2 separate regions of the Mus musculus genome follow, and region 1 is linked to region 2. A link is a contact called in public targeted proximity ligation data. All regions are on one chromosome and are shown on one strand. The core of a region is the stretch at or near the end of the contact, and the rest is flanking DNA. Distances in the headings are between cores, read along the strand shown. Region 1 overlaps Ms4a15 (membrane-spanning 4-domains, subfamily A, member 15). Region 2 overlaps A430093F15Rik (RIKEN cDNA A430093F15 gene).

Evidence for each region.
Region 1: a contact with region 2 is called in a targeted proximity ligation map of memory CD8 T cells, with 6 read pairs. A contact is called at or near these places in 2 of 39 promoter capture datasets (HPC-7-derived erythroid cells and liver), 2 of 484 Hi-C or Micro-C datasets (the HPC-7 cell line and nephron progenitors), 1 of 130 datasets of targeted methods (memory CD8 T cells) and 3 of 9 other capture datasets (adipose tissue, liver and pancreatic islet).

What each region holds. Positions count from the first base shown.
Region 1 is chr19:10,978,678-10,982,331 of GRCm38.p6, forward strand. Ms4a15 (membrane-spanning 4-domains, subfamily A, member 15) reads right to left here. Exons shown (of 7, transcript NM_001034898.2): 4 at 2,616-2,672; 5 at 1,893-1,985; 6 at 1,422-1,535; 7 at 1-648. The coding sequence ends at 532. Among named protein-coding and RNA genes, the nearest start is that of Ms4a10, 5.8 kb to the left of the region's middle.
Region 2 is chr19:10,782,543-10,786,467 of GRCm38.p6, forward strand. A430093F15Rik (RIKEN cDNA A430093F15 gene) reads left to right here. Exons shown (of 4, transcript NR_027805.1): 2 at 1-539; 3 at 2,691-2,803; 4 at 2,876-3,501. Among named protein-coding and RNA genes, the nearest start is that of A430093F15Rik, 44 kb to the left of the region's middle.

The sequences.
Region 1 (3,654 bases), core at 99-2,598, 200 kb after region 2:
GGATTAAAGGCGTGCGCCATCACGCCTTAGTCTTATGTGGTGTAGTTTAACACTCTAGTTTCCGGGTGGGAAAATGAAATCCCAAAGATGTAACAGCAGATGACAAAGGACAGAGCTGATCTTCGGAGCTAGGAGCCTGGAGGTCAAGCCTTGCTCTGAGCCTCTGAAATGCCAGTCTATTCTGGAACATTCTGAGTTCTCCGTGCTTAATGATCTTGAAGACAAACCTCCGAAACCTCTGCGAAGCCAAGATTTCCCACGATGAGCAGAGGACTGAGGAGGAGTGTACGGGACGTCTATGTCAGGTGACAGGGCTGAGAATGGGCACACCCTGGACACCAGCTTTATGCCTTTTTTGGAAAGACAGTATTGGAGGAACTAGGAAATGGATGGAACATGTCACTCAGTGACACAGTGCACATGGCTTGGAGAGTCTCGCTGGGAAACCGCTGCCTTAGAACGGACAAAGTGAGGGTGGAGAGGCTCTGGGTAAAGTGGGAAGCCTGGACTTCAACCTGCAGAACTTGTAATCTATTCTGATGACTCCTTGGGCATATATGCCACGTTGTCATAGGCAGGAGGTGGAGAGACTGCTGGGCTGGGGATGTTGAAATCCGTGCCAAAGGCATTGGGTAGGAAAATCACAGACTGCAAAGAAAAAAAAAAAAAAAAATCCCAAATTTTGGGTGGCTCTGCGGTCTTCGGGGAGCGTTGCAATAGTGCCACCCCGTGGGTATTCAGAGAACAGCAGCTCTCTCACACAAAAGCATCGTGTAACTGACATGTTAGCAAACATTTTCTAGGGTCAGTTATGAGCTAGGACTTGGACACACTGAAGCTAGCAAAGTAGACAAAACCTCATTTCCCCTAGGGGCTAGTGAGCTGATATTTCCTCTCTGGATAGTCTCTGCTGAACCCGGGGCTTCTATAGTTCTTGCCTGAACATGCTGCTCTCACAGTAGTAGTCACTCACTGGGCTCCTTTAATCTAGTTCATCCTCCTGCTCCAACTTTAAATGGCACCTGCCATCCTCTACATTCTCCTTCCAGGCAAGCCTCTGCGCTATCAGAACCCCCTCTTCCCACTCTCTTCCACCCGCCTCCTATTTTCCCCTGGAAAAATGAGCTTCCACTGAGACATGCTGTCTTTTCTGATGTGTCCATCTGTAGGCAGTCTGTGGGCTCCTCTGTGCAAGGTGCACGCCTCGCCCTCCCCAACCCTGTCCTCTGATTCCAGAAGAATTTCAGTTCTGCCTATAGTGTTGGCGCCCCCAGTGGCCACGGGTGAATAGTCCCATTTCAAAACTTGAGGTTCTCATCACAGCTCAGCCACAAAGGGGAAGTGGGAGGGGCTGCAGGAGTAACCTCTTCCTGGACAACAGGCAACCTCAGGGGCTCTGGACGTGGTGTGAGAATACTTACTGCGTTAGTTTGAGCACGGGTGGCTTGGCACCCAAAGTGGGTGGCAATGACAGCGATGAAGAACTCCAGGATGGTGAAGATGGTCAACACGGCAAGGTAGCCCCTGCCCACATCCTGAGAACCCAAACCCACAGTCAAGGCAAACAGAGCGTTTAAAAGTAAAGAGACCCCCTCCCCCCCCGGACCAAGAATAACTTTCCCAGGCAAGAGGCAGATGTGTGTACCTGGCTCCAGCCTTCCTGACTCCAGCCTTGGGCCTCACTCCTTCCATTCTACGGGGTCTCATCTCCCTTCCCCTGCCTTCCCCATCCGACGTGGGGTAGGGTCAAGGTGTCAGTACACTCATGAGGTCTACTGGAGCATCAGGCTCTGCAACTAGCCCAGGACTGCAGACTCTTGGGTCTTCCCTAGTCCTGGCTATAACCCTCATCTCTCTGGGTTTATCACCCCTTGGGACATCTGCCAACACACCCAGTTAGTGACACCAAAGTCCATGAGAAGAATGGCTGTCCCCGCGAAGGCTGCCATGGCACTGAGGATGTTGGTTCCCAGACTGCTCTTCAACTGTGGGAGGAAGAGGAGCAACAAGAAGAGGCAAAGAGGAGAAAGGACACTCACTGTGCCCAGTCTCCTGCACCCTCCTTCCCGGCCTAGGGGCTTGGGGCCATTAGCATTGGAGGAGGCTGGGTTTTCCTTTCCCCATTCTTTCTCTTCTCTTTCCCTGAGACCCCAAGAAAAGGCCCTGATGCCTCTCTCTGCTTCTTCCATCCTCTTGGGAGCTTCTGGGAAGGAGGCCTAACCCTCTTAGTGGCTTTCCTGGGACATGTTTGCAGCATGCATCTGCCACCTCCCTCCCAACCCCCAACTTGTCTTCCCTCAGGCCCAGGCCCATCTACCTTAACAACTTGGTGGCTATTCTCTTGGGGACCCTTCCTGCGACTGCCTCCTCTGAAAGTCTGTGAAGACTTTATCACTAGACTCTTACCATCTACCTTGGGTGGCATTTTGCAAGTGTCTCGTCTCCTCCTTCTGTATGTGGATGTTTAAATTCCTTCTGTGGACACTTAGAAAATCTCCAAGGAGTGCTTGTTGAATGGGCCAAATGAGTGAGCAGATGGGAGCGGGGTCCCGAGTGGCACCCAGGTAGGTGGGCACCATCCCTATCCCTGGCTCTCTGTGTCCATTCAGACTTACCAGGCAACTGGTGTGGTTCCTCTCAGCTGCTACGGAGAGGGACCCAGAGATGATAAACTGTGTGGGGAAGAGAGAGCCCAATGGGGTTTTGGCTGAGACACGTGCAGGGAGCATCATACCTAGGTCCCATCAAGAAGGTAACAGATAGAGGGGCATCAACTTCCTTGTCTGCATCTTGGCCAGGCATCTTGGATATAGTCCTAATCTTAGTGGTTCTGTAAGAGGCCCCTGTCCTTGGGCATGGTGGCACACGCCTTTAATCCCAGCACTTGGGAGGCAGAGGCAAGTGACTCTGTGAGTTCAAGGCCTGTCTGCTCTATGTAGTGAGTTCTAGGACAGCTAGGGCAACAAATAGAGACCCTGTCTCAACAAACAAACAAATAAACAACAACAACAAAAACAAACACAAAGAGGCCTCTCTCTGTCTTGAGACCTCAAGCCATGGTTTACTAGGTATGCATTTTCGTTGACGGTATATTACTGAAGTGTCATAGTACACTCACCTTTCCTTCTAATATTCACTTAACAAGTAGCAGTTGGGTGTCAAGAACATAAAATGAAGAGCTACTTCTCTCATATACACATGAGGGCATGTGCATGCCTCTCTCTCTCTCTCTCTCTCTCTCTCTCTCTCTCTCTCTGTATGTATGTGTGTATGCTTGTGCATGCATGCCTCTGTGTGTGTGTACTTGTGCATGCGTGCCTCTGTGCTAAGGTCAACCTTGAGTGTCATTCCTCCATAGGAACTGCCCACTTCGGTTTTGAGATACGACTTCTTATGTGGACTTGGGCTCACTGATTATGCCAGGTGGTTGACCAGTGAGTTGTGAGAAGGGCTGTCAGTCTCTTTTTCACCAGCCCAGGTGGGCTTTTGACAAGGGTGGTGGAGGTAAGGACTCAAGCCCTCACTCTTGCCGTGTAAGTTCATTACACACTGAACTCTCTCCCTGGCCCTGTGAAGTTTTAAGATAAAAGCTACATATGCCCCGCCTAGGCCGCAGGACCCTGTTGTCTCTCGAGAGACTGACAAACAGGCGTT
Region 2 (3,925 bases), core at 444-2,943:
TAGCAGCCTCAAGGAAGCCAGACACAGCAAACTGGAAGGGTGCTATACCCTGCCAGCCCCACCCTGGTACAAGACTTGAGGACTGGCACATATGTCTGTCACCCACTCCGTGGTCAACCAGGGCAACTTAGTGAGACTCTTGACTCCAAAAACATAAAATTTTTAAAATGAAGGAAAGGTTGAACTTATAGCTCAGTGGCAGGGCGCTTCCCGGATGTGTGTGGGTCATGGGTTCACCCTCAGCATTGCCAGACAAATGCTCATCTAGAGATTGACTGGCCTCTGGATTGCCAGTTGGAGGCCTTAAAGAGGGGAAAGTCTATACTGTGGACTCATGTCTCAGCTATGGCCAGTGAGACTCTCTCAGCATCAGTGACTTCGTCTCCAAAGCTGGGCAAAGTCCTGGAATTTGCCAGCAATCCTTGGGCCTCAGCCGCTCCTCTAGAGAGAGGAGAGGGTGATGTGTTGCAAAGCCTCTCCTTAGGACACTGCATCTCTGCTGGCTGAGCCTCTTGGTAATGGTTTCTGCTGATGCTGAGGTACAGTTGGGTCTGGTAGATCCGAAGCCCCTATGGGAGCTCTGTCCCTCAGTCACTCCTGGAAGTGAGGGCTGGGCCACTAAGGTTATGGGCCAATGAGCACTCTTCCCTTGAGTGCTTGAGATGTTGCCAAAGGTCCCTTTGTAACTCCCCTCCCCCAAGGAAGCCTCTCAGACCAGAGGTGCACTGCATCTATAGATCCAGATCCTGGAGGGGGTGGCTGCTAAGATGGTGACGATAAAACTGTTGCAGACACATAAAGCTTTGCTTTCTGTTTTTTGTGTGGGCACTGTCCTGGTGGGGGGAAATCAGATGTCCTTGAATGGGTTTATTAGAGGGGTTCATTGTCTTGCCACACCCTTGGCGCCTGAGCGGGAAGAGAGGCTGACAGTGGTAAGAGAGGAAGTCTCAGACTCAGTCTGGGCTGGGTTTGAGTCTTTCTGGGGCTAATAGCTATGACTGCCACTGAGGGTTGTTACACGAGCAAGTTAGAGAACAGAAGAACGAGGAGCCCTTGAACATGAACAGGTGACATATTTGCAAACTCAATGAAGACTGTGAAGAATGTGGGAGCAGAGGGGTGGCTTTGGCTTCTGTTCTATATGAGTTTAGTACAAAAACCATTTCTCAGCTGGCCGTGGTAGTCCAGGCTTGCCATCCCAGCACTTTGAAGGCAGAGACAGGAAGGTCATGAGTTAGAGTTAGCCTGGGCTTCATAGTGAGAGCCTGTCTGTTGTCCTCCCCTGTTTCTCTCTGCTTTTGGGACAGTAGCTTATGTGTCTCACTCTGCTCCTTTGAAGCCTCACTTCTAATTACTTTTAATTAGTTCATGTTGCTTAATTAAAAAGTGATGAACTTGGGGACCTGCCTGGTCAGATGTGTTACTCAGAGCTCTGGCGGGGCCTGAGTGCCTACAGCCTGGAGAAGGACACCCGAGGGTGATGTCAGCGAGCTTCAAATTAAGAAGGGGGCAGGGAGGTGTTGGAGCTGGGGGATGATGACAATGGGTTCTTGTTTTAATTTGGAGCAGGAGTGAAAAAAGGCAGTGACACTCATCTGTGACGTTTGAAAAACCTTTGTGGGACACAGATGTTCAGGTAGAAGAAGGGTAGCCTATTTATAGAAAGACATGTCAAAGGAAGAAACAAGCCTGCTTCTTAAACAAAGAGAGACAATTAACCTAAGACCTTCCCTGGCTGCACACACAGTAGGGTAGATGCCTTGGAGGTCACGTGGGCCAGATGGTCCTGGGCAGCCCCACATGGAGGCTAGTCTAGTTCTCTATCCCACCCCTTCCTTGTGGGTGATGAGGGTGCCTCAGGGCTGTGCGAGGGCATTTTTCTGAGCTGGCTACTGGCTCATGCTCAACTTTCACTGAGTTTGGTCATCAGCGGGTTTCTCTGCTCTGACTACCTGAATTAGCATCTTTGTGTCTCCATTGGTCCTTGTAGAGCAGTGTTCTCCAAGCGCACTTAGGAAGGTGGTGGGCAGCAGGCCTTTCACCTGCAGATTTGGGTAATTGAGATGCAGCCACTGTGGAGCAGGGTATCAGCCTGCCTCTCCTTCACAGGGGACTCTGCTGTAATGGGGCGAAATCTCCTAAATCCAGACTGTGCACTTAGTGTCTCATATGTATCTTTTTCCTTCCTTCATTAATTAATTTATTTACTTTACCTTCTGATCCAAGCTTCCCTCCCCTTCTCTCCTCTCACTCCCACCCCCACCCCTCCCAAAAAAAGCAAACAGGACTGGTAAACTGTAGCTTCACAGTGGAGACAGCTGTCGGAAGCCACTTCAGGCAGACATACAAGGTCAGCATCTGTCATGGTGACTGGCAGTGTGTGCCATTGGCACAGGTTGAAGATGCCAGTCATCCCTAGGTTTTGGACCCAGACTCTTGGTGAAGGGATTGGAAAAACAGATCAGGCTGATTGCTATTGGCCTTGAAGTCTCCATCCCCCTCCTCAGCTCTCTAGTGCTGGGATTACAGGCTTGTCCTGCCACGCCTGACTGCTATTCTCTTAATTGTGATAAATTCATGTTGCTTGCGCAAGTGGCTCATAACAGGAAAGTGAGCCCAGGGTGTAGGGAAATTTTCTGTGCCATCTATGAAAGTCTTAAAATAATTTAAAATAAAAGTTGTTTTTAAAGGGAAATATGGCCCGAGGCAGATGGCGAGAAAGCTGCGCTGGCGGCCAGAAGGGATCGGAGCCAGCTGGAGCCACGAGTCAGGGCAGACTCTCAAAGCTCAGTTTCCTTGGATGGTATGTGTGTGAGAGGAGGTTGGGGCTGCCCCCTTGGCCTCTGAGCTGATGGTTTTCTTGCTTCCTCTTCAGCTCTCCATCTAGCCCTGAGGCCGACACCCTAAACTTCTGGGACCCCAGGAATGTGGGATTCAGAGAGGCCAGTTCGGCTGGAGACAGTTCCACACCAAGGATGCTTTTCCCAAGGACACAGTCCCTATCTTCTAGGTGCCTGGACTCCACACGTGCCGAGTGCTCCTGAAATGAAGTTCTAGAACCTACAGCCACTGGACAGGTCTCTAGTGGAAAAGCAATGCCTGTGAGTTTGCTTGGGCTGGCCTTGAACTCACTATATAGTTAAGTATGATCATGAACCTCTCATCCTCCTGCCTCAGGCTCCTGAGTGTTGGGATAACTGGTGTGTTTCCTAAAAGCAAGACTATTTCTTTACAGACTCCGGCATACGTTCAGAGCATGAAACTTGACCCTGATTGCATCCTGTTACTTGACTTGTAAACCTCACTCTGTTTGTGCCTGCCCATCAATGCCTTCTTAGTAAAGGAAAACCCTAGCACCATGGCTGCCTCTCTCAGGCCCCTCTGAGAGGAGGCTGCCCCTGAGTCTTTGTATTTTGTCTTTCAAGAAACACATGTTGGATGCTTTGTAAAATGTCAAAGATCCCATTGAAAATAAATTTATTTTTATTTTATTTTCTACACAATGAGTTTAAGGAAAATCTAGTAAGGGAGCCAGAGGAGCAAGCAGTTCACAGATAAAATCTTGAAGACACATGGGGGGAAATGGGCCAAGGAAGTGCTTTGAATCAATGGCAAAGTCACTCAGGGTCTTCACAGGGTAGGGCCCAGAGCAAGTGTCACGTCTGTCATCCTCCCTAGGGAGCTCCCTACTGCCAGAGCCTTTGCAGCTCCCATTAACAGGGCAACCTGGCTGTGGTGGCTCTGCACTGGCTGTCCCCATCGTGTGTGTGTGTGTGTGTGTGTGTGTGTGTGTGTGTGTGTGTGTATGTGTGTGTGAATGTGTGTACAAGGCTGACCCTAAGCCCCGTGAGAGTTGGCTGAAGGGTCAATAGTCCTGCCCGGTACAGGTCTCCCTGTTGAATGTCTGTGTCTATAACTGGTCCCT